Regions from separate parts of the Bos taurus genome. Here region 2 is linked to region 1. The links are chromatin contacts, called in public Hi-C maps. All regions are on one chromosome and are shown on one strand. The core of a region is the stretch at or near the end of the contact, and the rest is flanking DNA. Distances in the headings are between cores, read along the strand shown.

Region 1 (7,192 bases), core at 1,864-4,363:
GGAACTATCACATTGTTAATCAACTATACTCCAATTTAAAATTAAAAAGTTAGATAAAATAGGAATTCTACTTCTGTATGGGCTTCCCGGGTGGCACAGTTGTAAAGAACCTGCCTGCCAGCGCAGGAGACATAAGAGACATAGGTTCGATACATGGGTCGGGAAGATGCCTAGAGGAGGGCATGGCAGCCCACTCCAGTGTTCTTGCCTGGAGAATCCCATGGACAGAGGAGCCTGGTGGGCCACAGTCCATGGGGTGGCACAGAGCCGGACACGACTAAAGAGACTTAGCATGACGCACACACAGTGGTGGCTCCTGGACCATTGGTTGCCATGTCTTAGACCGTGATACGAGACCAGGTCCTTCTGTCCTGGGAACTAACACAGGACTTTCTAACTGATTCATGTAAGGAAGGTGAGAGGGTCCAAAGCTTCCTGAACCCCAGTGTCTGGGAACTGCGGCCAGATGGTAACTGGAGGGGTGGAAGAGTGGGTGTTTCGGCATGATGGCTGAAGCAGCTAGGGCAGCTAGCTCGGCCAGAAGTTGGAGCAACATAGTCTCACCCTTGTTCCTCTCTCTTCCTATGTAATGGATTTTCCCTCAAGTTTCTTTTACCATAAGGTGACAACTGTCAGACTTTTCCCCACCCTGATTTAATAGCACTGAAGCTTTCACATGGAGGATTGCATCATTCTTCATCCTTCTTCACAGAATAGCTATAGAGCCATTCAAAGACCACCGTAAAATGATCAATAGCAACTGATTATCTCTGACCATTGAAAGGATGCCTTTTTGCCTTGGCATCAACCAACTGGGCTGAATTCTGTGATGGGCTTTTGGTGATTTTAGGAACCACATGGTAGCGTTCTCTTCTCCCCGGGAAATGTTCCACTTTAGGATAGGAGCAGACAGGTTTTTTTGTTTGTTTGTTTGTTTTGTTCCTTTCCTCCATTTGACATCAGTCTGTAAATGGAAAAATGGTTCTGAAACAGAATGAAATGAGGGACTTCCCTGGTGGTCGAGCGGTTACGACTTAGCCTTCCAGTGTAGGGGGTGTGGGTTCTATCCCTGTTCGAGGAGGTAAGATCCCACATGCCTGCAGCCAAAAAACCAAAATATAAAACACAGGCAGTGTTGTAACAAATTCAATAAAGACTTTAAAAAGTGGTCCACAGGAAAAAAATCTTTAATTAAAAAAATGAAATGAGAAACCCTTTTGGTCTTGGGGTTTTATCTATCCCAAGAACCATCCACTCAGCCCCTATGCAATGTGAGTCCTTGGCCCGGTCAATGACACAGGAGATGCAAAAGATGTAATTAACACAGAAGGGATGACAGTGCACAGTGCGCTGGGTCCCAGGATAACCCTGCCTAAACCCCTTGCGGAGATCCTAACAGGTACTGTGGCCACACATTGTTAGAATAAAATATCTTCGTCTCCATCATGGGTTCATAGCTATAATCAGACCACTTAGCCAAAATGTACCCTAGAGGACATTCTTTAGGGATAGTTAAAATATTCCTCAATTTTTAAAGACACAGACAACACGCATGAATGCCATCATCCAAAGAAACAAATGAACTGGTTCACAAATCAAGTAAAAGGCCAGTAACTCATTCCTCTCCAACAGGACACCCCACTCAAATACAAAGCAAATTGGCCTATTCTGGAGAAAAAGCCGCACACAGAGAGGAAATAAAGTTTCTTAGTGTACACTGGAGTGACTTTACTGAGCCTGTTGGCTGGCTCCCAGATGTCAATTCCTTGCTCTGATTGCCAAGCTGCAGCCAGTGCTGCTTCAGGGAATTCTGAAGGGAAGATTCTGAGGACAAGTGGTCCCAGCAGCTGCTCAGGCCTTGCTGGACAGTTCCCCAGTCTGGGGGCCTCTGGCCACGAGCAGCAAGGCTCCTGGGTGGTTTCAGAAGGTGGGCGACTTGTGCCCTAAGGAGCCATCTTCCGAAAGGTAGAGTTCAGACTTCCTCTGTACTCAAATGGGAAGGGGTAAAGCCCTGGTTCCAGCCAGCCTTCAGAGCGGATGGGTTAATTTCTTCCTTCCTGCAGGCATCTGTGGGTATGCCTAATCAGGGTGCTTCCTGTGAGCTAAACAAAGTATTTTAGCTTAACACTCACTATCTGGGAGGCAGCGTTTCAGAGATGGTCCATTATGTATCATTTAAGCTTATAGGCAGCATTCTTTCAGTGATTAACTTGTAACAGAAAAGCAAGATCCATCCTTATTACTGGTATGCAGCCACCTTCGTGAAGGATCTTAACTGGATCTCCTGCGTAACTTGCCGCAGCTTCCACACCAGCACACGCCGCTTCACTTTGCTTTTCTACCTTAGGCAGATGACTTCTTTCCTTAAACCTTATGAACCAGCTTCTGCTAGCTTCACTTTTCTTCGGCAGCTTTCTCACCTCTCAGTCATGTCTCTTTGTGACTCCATGCCCTGCAGAACTTCAGGCTTCACTATCTCCCAGAGTTTGCTCAAACTCATGTCCACTGAGTCACTGATGCCATCTAACCATCTTATCCTCTGTTGACCCCTTCTCCTCCTGCCCTCAGTCTTTCCCAGCATCAGGGTCTCTTCCAGTGAGTCAGTTATTTCTCTCAGGTGGCCAGAGTATTGGAGCTTCAGCTTCAGCATCAGTCCTTCCAGCGAATACCTCCATTCCCCCAGAAGTTTCCTTATGCCCTCTTGTAATTGATCTTTGCTTTCACACTTGTCCCCAAGTTAACCACTGATGTGCTGTTACTGAGAATTAGTTTCCATTTTTAAGCGCCAGCTTTTATGTCTGGCTGCTTTCATTCAACATAATGATTTTGAAAATTACCCGTGTTATTATGTGTATTGGTACTTTGCTCTTTTTTAAAAGTTTAACAACTTCTTTTATCGAGCTGTAATTGGCACACAGTAAACTGCATGTTTTTAAAGTATACACTCTGATAAATTTTTACCCGTGAATATGCACCATGAAAACTGTTACATTAATCAAAATAATGAAAACATGCGTCACTCCAGGATTCTCGCCCAGCCGCAAGCCGCCTTTTCAGCCGCTGCTTGTCCTTGGCGCCCTCCATTAATGCCGACGGCGCCACCCAGTGGCCCATCTGGGAACAGTAGCCACTACCTGGAGAAAGGGAGGGATGTTCTGGGTGTGGAGAGGCGGGGGGTGTCCCGCTTGGATCCGGATCGGATGGATCAGGTGACAAACCACGCCAGGCCGGCCGGGGCCTCCCCACATGGAGGTCTAAGGGCGACACACAAGCCAGCTAGAGCCACCTCTGCTGCTTCTGCTGTCTTGACTCTAATTTTTTAAATGGGGTAAGAAAAACTAACCCAACATTGTAAATCAACTATATTTCAATTTTAAAAAACGAAAATGAAAAATATGGCAAGAAAGACTTTATTCAAAACTATTGCAGGGCTTCCCTGGTGGCTCAGTGGTAAAGAATCCGCCTGTCAATGCAGGAAACAGAAGTTTGATCCCTGTTCTCGGAAGACCCCACACACTGCAGAACAGCTGAGCCCATGCTCTACGAAAAGAGAAGCCGGCGCCCAGCACATTACACCTGGAGAGTTGCCCCTGCTGGCTTCGACTCCAGGATTCAACAAAAGCCTGTGCAGCAATGAAGACCCAGCACGGTCAAAAATAAATAAAATTTTATATATATATAAAAGACTATTGCAAAAGGGGGCCATGACCGTGGCCGCAGGAGAGAGATCATGCTCAATTCCTACTACAACAAGGGGATTTCTACCCAAGGGGCAGGGCGGGGCGGGTCATGAATGGAAAATGACTAAGAGGAGACATCAAGGTTAGGGGGGATTCTTGCTAAACTGATGTAACAGGATTCTTGCAAAATACAGACAAGTCCTTAGATAGCAAGGGTGGGGCGTGAGGAACCTGATCAGACACCCATGGTGATAAGATATCAGGGTGCTCAGTTATCAGAAATGGGGGGATTCTTGCTCAACTGGGTCAGGCAGCCTGAGGACAGGATGGGGGCCAAGCTGGAGACCCAGTTGAGAGGAGGGCTCTGAGGATCCTGACTGTAAAGTTTGGTCAAGGAGAGAGTCTCGGTCACAGAACACAGCCATTGAGTTTGCATGTATTGAAGTCAATAGCATACATATAATTAAGCCCCTGCATCTTTTAAGCAGTCCTCTAAAAGAACAAAACCCATAATTTCCTCTCTATAGTCTGTAAACTTGAAAATAGGAGTTTGGCAAGCCCTCTGTAGAACAGAGGAGCTTTTTGTGAAGACAAGGAACCCCCACTCTGGCTTCTATTCTGGTATCTCATACTCCCCAAATCCATTATTTATTCAACAAACATTTATTGAGCACTTACTATGTGACAGATACCATTGGAAATACAGAAAATATAACTGTCGAAACAGATCCTTGCCTTCTTTGGGGTTCACACGTTATCGGAGGGAACCAAATAATAAGCCAAATAGTAAAATATATATTATATCTAGGGGCTTCCCTGGTGGCTAAGTGGTAAAGAATCTGCCTGCAAACCCAGGAGATGCGGGTTTGATACCTGGGTCAGGAAGATCCCCTGGAGGAAGAAATGGCAACCCAACCCAGTATTCTTGCCTGGGAAATTCCATGGACAGGGGAGCCTGACAGGCTACAGTCCATGGACTCTCAAAGAGTTCGACACAACTGAGTGACTGAGTGTGCACTATATCATACCACAGGGGGAAAAAAAAGCAGGGAAGGTGCAGTCGCATCCCTAGAATGAGCAAGAGGGACCCCTGCCCTCAGGTCCACATTTTAGAGGCCAGCCCTGCCTCCAGAGGAGTTGGCCAGGCCAAGGGGATGCACCCCTAGGAGACGGAACCCCACTTTCAGACCACACTCTGGTTATCAAGAACCTCAAAAGTTCCTGCCCAAATGGCGCAGTGTCGACGTCCAGGACTTGTAGGGATTTCCCTGAAGTCTGACTTTAGCAGGTAGAATGGAACACAGATGTGTGTACCCCTAAGTCTGCAGTGTGATCAGAGGCCACTTGCTGGATACTCATGTGAGTGTGTGAAGATCTTGAGCGGCTCGGTGAAAATGGGCGTGGGAGGAGAAAAAAGGTGCTATATTTTGGGGACCACCATTCTATTCTAGCTTCCCTGGTGGCTCAGTTGGTAAAGAATCTGCCTGCAATGCAGGAGACCCCAGTTCTATCTCTGGGTTCCATCTCTTTTCCCTGGAGAAGGGAATGGCTACACACTCCAGTATTTTTTTTAAATTTATTTTTTGGAGGCTAATTACTTTACAATATCGTATTAGTTTTGCCATACATTCACATGAATCAGCCATGGGTGTACACATGTTCCCCTTCCTGAACCCCCCTCCCCCCTCCTACCCCATCCCATCCCTCTGGGTCATCCCAGTGCACCAGCCCTGAGCACCCTGTCTCATGCTTCGAACCTGGACTGGTGATCCATTTATTATATGATATTATACATGTTTCAATGCCATTCTCCCAAATCATCCCACCCTCGCCTTCTCCCACAGAGTCCATAAGACTGTTCTATACATCTGTGTCACTTTTGCTGTCTTGCATACAGGGTTATCATTACCATTTTCCAAATTCCATATATATGCGTTAGTGTACTGTATTGGTGTTTTTCTTTCTGGCTTACTTAATTCTGTATAATAGGCTCCAGTTCCATCCACCTCATTAGAACTGATTCAAATGTATTCTTTTTAATGGCTGAGTAATACTCCATTGTGTATATGTACCACAGCTTTCTTATCCATTCATCTGCTGATGGACATCTAGGTTGCTTCCATGTCCTGGCTATTATAAACAGTGCTGCGATGAACATTGGGGTACACGTGTCTCTTTCCCTTCTGGTTTCCTCGGTGTGTATGCCCAGCAGTGGGATTGCTGGATCATAAGGCAGTTCTATTTTCAGTTTTTTAAGGGATCTCCACACTGTTCTCCATAGTGGCTGTACTAGTTTGCATTCCCACCAACAGTGTAAGAGGGTTCCCTTTTCTCTACACCCTCTCCAGCATTTATTGCTTGTAGACTTTTGGATCGCAGCCATTCTGACTGGTGTGAAATGGTACCTCATTGTGGTTTTGATTTGCATTTCTCTGATAATGAGTGATGTTGAGCATCTTTTCATGTGTTTGTTAGCCATCTGTATGTCTTCTTTGGAGAAATGTCTGTTTAGTTCTTTGGCCCATTTTTTGATTGGTTCGTTTATTTTTCTGGAATTGAGCTGCATGAGCTGCTTGTATATTTTTGAGATTAGTTGTTTGCCAGTTGCTTCATTTGCTATTATTTTCTCCCATTCTGAAGGTTGTCTTTTCACCTTGCTTATAGTTTCCTTTGTTGTGCAAAAGCTTTTAATTTTAATTAGGTCCCATTTGTTTATTATCACTCCAGTATTCTTGCCTGGAGAATCCCCTTGACAGAGGAGCCTGGTGGACTACAGTCCACAGGGTCACAAAGAGTCAGACATGACTGAGTAATTAACACTTTCACTTTTAGGCTCTACAGATGTTAGGGGCAGGCCCAGGAGGAGAAATGACAGGATCTTTAGGTGTGTGTGTGGGGGTGGGGGGCGGTGCACCACTGCAATTTTAGATCGGAAGGCATCACGGAGAAGGTGACATTTTACCGAAGAGCCAAGGAAGATAAGGGAAGGAATGATGAGGGGTGGAGAGCATTCCAGACAGAGGAAAAAGCAAGCGCAGAGGCCCTGTGGTAGGTGTGTGCCTGGTATGTTTGGAAAAAGTCACTTCAGTCCACGGGGACCTGCCACGTTTGCGTCTGTGCAAAATGTAACAGGCATAAATGTCATTTTTTTTTTTAATTTGCCATGGTGCATGGCGTGTGGGATCTTAGTTCCCTGGCCAGGGATCACAGCCACACCCTCTGCAGTGGGAGCACAGAGTCTGGACCACCAGGGATGACCCATAAGAGTCACACTGAGTAAGTGAAGGGCCAGGTCTGCCTTCCCTGCCCTGCCCCCGAGTTCCTGGGCCAGCTCTGCTGTCCCTGTCGATGACCAGCAACAGCTACTCTTCAGGCCAGGATTTCTCCAAACCTGCTGTTTTTAAGGTTTTTTTTTTTTTTCTCCCAGTTCCCTCAAGACTCTCTCCTTATCACCCCACCTTCCTGTTTTCCTCTCCCACCCATGCCCTTGATCTCCCAAAGGTCTCCCCACA
Region 2 (6,160 bases), core at 181-2,680, 100 kb before region 1:
AGCGTGATTTTCGAACATTCCATCTGAGACTAGCCCAGAAATTCGACTTAAAAAAGTACCTGCCACTTATTGAGCACTCCTGCACGTCAGACACGCTAGCAGCTGTATATACTTATTCAAGTTTTCCGAAATCCTTATAAGCACGTTTTACACATGAAGAAGATAGACATGGACTTTCTTAACATCTTTTTTTTAATATGGACCATTTTAAAACTCTTTACTGAATTTGTTACAATATATTGTTTCTGTTTTATGTTATGGCTTTTTGGCTGCAAGGCATGTGGGATTTTAGCTCCCTGAGCAGGGATCGAACCCGCACCCCATAAGTTGGGAGATGAAGTCCTAACCACTAAACGGCCAGCCTTGGAATTCCTAGCCCAAGGATTTTAAGTAGCTTGCTTAGTACAGAACTAGTACAGGCAGAACCAGGATTCAAATCTGACTCCAGAATCTTGAACATTTATTAAAGCCCACCCCCGCCACTCCCAAAGAGTAGAAACCTAAGACCTGGAAACCCTGCACAACCTGGGTCTAGGTACCACTCCAAGCTGAAGTCTTTCAACTTCTCTTCAGCTAGAACCACTGGGGAATACGGCTCACTATCGACAGTCACAAGTCCAAAGAAGGGGACAACTGGAAGAGATCCCTGCCCGGAGCCTCACTCTCCGCCCTCCAAGTTCCCCAGGTGCCCCTGGAGACACATGAAACCTCCGCGATGCGGTTCAGGACCCCCAGCTCGTTCACTGCACCTGTTAGGACTGAGGAGCCCGGAACCCCTACCGCCCCAGGCATGAGCCCCGCCTCCAACGCTCAGCAGGGGGCGGAGCCCCGAGCGACCCCACCCTCGAGGGAGGAGCCTCGCCTTACGCGTCCTGGTCCCCAACCTCGCATCTGCCTCTCCACGAGGCTCCGTGCGGGCCTTTGGGGTCCCGGACGGGCCCAGGGCAGGTGAGTCCAGCCGCGAGCCCCACCAGCGGCGTCGCACGACCTGCGCGGGTGAGGACTGGAAGTCGCGTCCTCGGCGGTAGCGACCTCCCCACCCCGAGTTGGAAATGCAGGGCTTTTCCCCAGCTTTACCCTCATCACCTGTTAGCCGCATGAAAACTCAGTTACCGAACATTTTAGAAGCATCCCTCATGAAAACCCGTACCCCGGGTCGAATTTTTCTTTCTTTTCGGCTGTTTACCACTTTTTAACCTACCGCCCCACCCCCCACCACCCCACCACCCCCAGTGGAGTGCAGTGACCGTCTGCTCCGTCTTTGCACCCGCCTCTCCCGCACATCACCCGGAGGCGGCGTTGGGAAAAGCAGCCATTTTAGACTTCTGGGGAGTGGGGGAGGGGTGGGGATGGTGGGGGGGGCGTCGATCTGCAGAGGAAAGGGGACGCCGGCGACGCCCCCTCCCCTCCTCCTTTCTTTGTGGTCCGCAAGCCAGCCCCTTAGCCAGCGTCGCGCGGTTCACCGTTCGGGGGAGGGGCTCGAGGGTGGGTGGGGTGTCCCCTTGGAATCCGTGTCCCTTTGGCTTCTTGCCTCTTAAGGCTGTAACTGAGCCCAGCTTTCCATCTCCATAAGTAAACCTAAAAAACACATGCCCTTGTGTCGAAAGATCTTAAGGATCAGATGCATTTCAGACGGGAGCTTTTCCAGAAGCTTCCTCTGTTGGAGAGGACCAGGGCGCAGAGCTGGCAGAAGTTCAGGTCGACTTAACTGTGGCCGGTCTCCCTGCAGCCGCGCAGTTTTGTCAGGATACTCTGTCGAGTGTCTTGAAGGTCTGATTAGGGGCAACCACATTACATTTTAGTGAGTCTAAAGCGCCATCAAAGTAAAAATACATATTAATGTTATGGAATGTGGTGCTAATTAAACAGTGGGAAAACATGGATTGTAAGAGCCACACCCATTTCTGAGATTTTTAAATTCTTTTCAGAGTTACTGAAATGCAGTAGCTACCACCATGCCAGGAAGCTGCTTAGTTCCTTGTGTTTTCATCATCATTTGCAGGCCTGTGCAGTTGAGGAAGCTGGTGGATAAGTAGTATAAGAGTGGGGGGGATGCCTTCAGTGTCTTAGAAGCTGGGGTGCTGAGCACTTAGACTCAAACATATGAATGCCCCCCCACAAGACCCCAGTGGAGTGTGATGATTTGGGGCAGGAAGAGATGGGGGTGCCAGGTGACCTACATCAGGGTTAAAATGAAACCCCAGCTGTTTCTCAGTTACCAGGGCTAATTTTCTCTAGTTAAGCTGGCTGTGGATCTGACATGACATGACCCCGTGACTTGTCACGGTCCTGAGCGCTGCGTGGTTGTCACATACACAGTGCTCCTGCTAGCAGGATGGTCCGGGCATGCTGAATCGGCATCTGTGTCTGTGTCCCTTACAGCTTTCTCTGTCCCAGCCATCTCTCCACTGAAAGAGGGGAGACAAAGCACCAGCAGTGGGCTGAGATGATTTGGGAAGGCAGACAGAGGAGGACAGAGAAAGCATGGAGATGAGCTAGGGCCGCAGTCCAGGAAAAAAGTTGACAAGGGCTGGCTCCTGTTCAGGCTGCAGGGTCAAAGCGGAGGACGCTTGTGGTGTGGTGCCTGGCATGTTGTTGGTGCTGCCTGGAGAAAGGTGAGGGTCTGGATGAGGCAACCCTCCTTGGGAAACTGGCTTATACCCTGCTGCAGCTGGACTTACTTTTTAAAAAATTTGGGGGGACATGTTATTTATTTTTATTTTTTGGCTATGCTGGGTCCTTGCTCTGCATGGGCTTTCTCTATTTGCAGTGAGCCGGAGCTTCTCTTGTTACAGAGCACAGGCTCTAGGCACTTGTACATTAGTAGTTGCAACTCTCGGGCTCAGTAGTTGTAATTCACGGGATTCACATATGCTCTGTGGCATATGGGATCCTCCCAGACCAGGGATCGAACCCATGTCCCCTGCATTGGCAGGGGGATTCTTATCCACTCCACCACCAGGGAATTCCTGGGGTTTCTCTTTGATCTGACCACCTCCCTCCCCAACCACATTCCCTTTTTGGCTGTATATGCTCTTAAAGTTGATGGCAAAAACGTGGCTACTTGAAAGTTTGGAACCCACCAGAAATGCTGGAGAAACCAGCTAAGTCAGCAGCCTCTTTCCTCGTTTCTGCCGGCAGGGATGCCAGAGGGGCCGTCTGTGAGGAAGTTTCACCATCTGGTTTCTCCCTTTGTGGGGCAGCAGGTGGTCAAGACAGGAGGCAGCAGCAAGAAGCTAAACCCCACAAGTTTCCAGTCCCTCTGGCTGCAGGACAGCCAGGTGAGTTCACTGTCTTCCAGCAGGTTCGTTCCATACCTCACTCCGGTGGGCCAGCTCCATCAACACAGCCTGTCCCTCCCCTCAGTTTCTGTTAAGACTTTCCATGCAGTTATTTCCTTTTTCCTGAGGGTAGCCACACTGGGACTCCATGCAACTCCTCCGCTGACGTTTCTCAGCCTCAGGTCAGTGGCACAGTGGCCCATGGAACTGTGCGTGAGCTGGATATTCATGTTCATGGTCTGAAGTGATTCTGGTGACTCTAGCTGAGTCCACTGTGCACTTTTGGTTGGAAACAGTATTTAATTCTCTGGGGCCAGCAAGGAGGTGAGGAAAGAGCATAGCCTTTAAAAAAATTTTTTTTTTAATTTACTTTTTAATTGGTGGAGAATTGAGCATAGCCTTTGTTCTGGGTTTCAGCCTGGCTCATCTTTGCCCTCAGCATCAGTCGGTATTCCCTTAAGGGCTCACGTGACTACTTGCTAATCTGATTTCTTGCCTCCCCCTCTGGCCTGCAGCTCACCCTGCCTTAGATCTCTCCCCAATCATGCTGAACTATTTGGAGCTCCTCTCACAGCCCTTCTTGCTTATGGTTTGACATGCTGATCTTCCTTTTTCTCCCTACTCCACCCCCATTCCTGTACCTTCATGTTACCACGGTAATTCCTAGTCTCCTTTGGATTCAGCCTTGCCATCACATCCTTTGAGAAGCCTGTTCTGTCTGCGCTGGGTGGGGGGAGAGACCCTGATGCGCTTCCAGGGTACTTTATATGTCCTCCTGTTGGCCCCTCATTCCTAAATTTGTCCTGTCTTTTGATTGCAGGAGACAAATAAACAGGACAGGGGCTGTGACCTCAGCATTATTGTATTCCTAGCACTTAACTGAGTGTCCGGTACTTAGGAGACTTACAGTAATTGGTGGTAGAGAAACTTATGAGTTCTGCTGCTTCTTAGCTGTGTGCTCCTAAACAAGGTACTCAACGTCTCAGCTCTAGTGTCTGCTTGAGTTGTAAAATGGGGTAAACCACCTACCAGTTAAAATTGAACTAAGTAGACTTTATGCCTGGCACATAATAGGCACTCAGTAAATACTAGTTTTCTATCTTCCACCTTGCCCTTCTATCTCTCTTTCCTTTCTCTCTCTCTGTCTCACACATACATCCCAGTCTATAAAACCTCAGTTAGAACTGAAAGATGTTTGTAAGAGGTCTGCTAGAACTTCACATGTTTTCTGCATTTGAAGGAGGGGCTCAAGGAAGGGAGAGTGGTTAGCCCAAGCTGACATAGGCTGGCAAGGGGCAGAGACTGGAGCCCAAGCCCTCTAACCTCCAGGTCTGCACGAGAGCACCTGTACTCTTTGTCCACACTGTCCTGCAAAGTTTGCAGGACACAACTAATGTCCCTTTGTCTCTGGATCCCAGAGGCCTGCATCTTAGCATCTGCTGTCACAGAGCTGGCTCGTAGAAAATAATTTTTCATAACAGACTCAGAAGACTGGCTAATCCATTAAAAAATTGGAAGCATTTCCTCTTGGGCATTCTAGAGTGGCCCTGCATCCAGCGTACATCTCTTTCATTGCTGATACGATTGTTCCACTTGCTACTAATCATTTTGAAAACTGTATACTAAGTGCTCATATGACTGGAACAAAAGGCAAGTCCCGAATACTCAAGTTGGGAAAGCTTCATAGAAGAGGCAGAAGGGGAGACATTTATATTAGGATAAATGGCTGGATGCACCTCTTCCAGTCTTCCCCTTTCTAGGTCTAAAAGGCTCAGTCTTTGTGGACTGCAGTAACAGAACATGTCACACCAGGTGGCTTATAGCAACAAAAATTTATTTCTCACAGTCTGGAGCATGGGAAGTCCAAGGTCAAGGTGCCAGCAGATTCAGTGTCTAGTGAGGATCAACTTCCTGGTTTGTAGACAGGTGTCTTCTTGCTGTGTCCTCATGTGGAGGAAGAGGTGGGGGAGCCCTCTGCAGTCTCTTTTATAAAGGCACTAGTCCGATGTATGAGGGCTCTATCCCCATGACCTGATCACCTCCTGGAGGCCCCACCTCTAGACACCATCATATTGAGGGTAGATTTCAACATATGAATTTTGGGAAGACACAAATAATTCTATACCAAGCCTTAGATCATGTTCATCTTTTTCTAGGTCCATGGAAAGAAATTATTCCTTAGATTTGATCCAGATGAAGAAGCTGTGTCCCTGGGCAATTCCCTACTGTCAGAGCCTCTACGAGAAGGAGAGCAGAAGGACAAAGCCAGGCACCACCAAGAAGCCTCTGACCCGTCCTCCTGGTCCCCGGGAGGAGACAGTGCTGTCCCCAGTGGAGACGATGGTCTGCAGTGTTTGGGGGGAGACACCCCTGCAGGAGGTGCTGAGAGATGGCTGCAGGTCAGCTTTGGTTTGTTTGGCAGCATTCGGGTGAACGAGTTCTCCAGAGCGAAGAAGGCAAACAAGAGGGGTGACTGGAGGGACCCTGTACCCAGGTGAGGCGTGGTCGAGTAGGCCATGGGCTGGGACTGCGGCTGTGCAGGGTCTCCGGGCTTTGCCTGGGCCAGGCTCTCCACCTGCCCTCTGGCAGCCCACTTCTGGGAGAGAGAACCCACTTCCCTGGCCACCGTGATGGCAGGGAGACTGTGGTCTACACTAGGGGAGTGACAGGAACCACCTGGCAGCTTGGAGAGCGGGGATAATTTTCCCAACGAACATGGCCTGAGTTATATCTACTTTCTTTGAGTGTTTGGGGTCATTGTTTTTAAGTTTTTTATTGGATTTTGATCAGGACAATAGCCTGTACATTTTCTACTTTTGGCATCAAAGTTTGCAGCCAAACACATAATTGATCTTTGCTTACATTTTATATACATAAAT

What was found. A called contact is a pair of places that touch in the nucleus more often than the background predicts.
Region 2: a Hi-C map of liver shows a contact between it and region 1, with 5 times the contacts expected there. The contact joins the promoter of NEIL2 here to the enhancer-like site in region 1. A contact is called at or near these places in 8 of 11 Hi-C or Micro-C datasets (8-cell embryo, blastocyst, blood and 4 more).

The regions. Positions count from the first base shown.
Region 1 is chr8:7,527,517-7,534,708 of ARS-UCD2.0, reverse strand. No RefSeq gene overlaps it. Among named protein-coding and RNA genes, the nearest start is that of DEFB136, 31 kb to the right of the region's middle. Within about 2 kb of position 3,113, at least 6 of the 102 cell types and tissues checked have an H3K27ac peak or open chromatin away from gene starts, as enhancers often do.
Region 2 is chr8:7,631,615-7,637,774 of ARS-UCD2.0, reverse strand. It overlaps NEIL2 (nei like DNA glycosylase 2), which reads left to right and starts at 1,430. Exons shown (of 5, transcript NM_001013003.1): 1 at 1,430-1,470; 2 at 3,142-3,281; 3 at 5,438-5,775. The coding sequence starts at 3,144.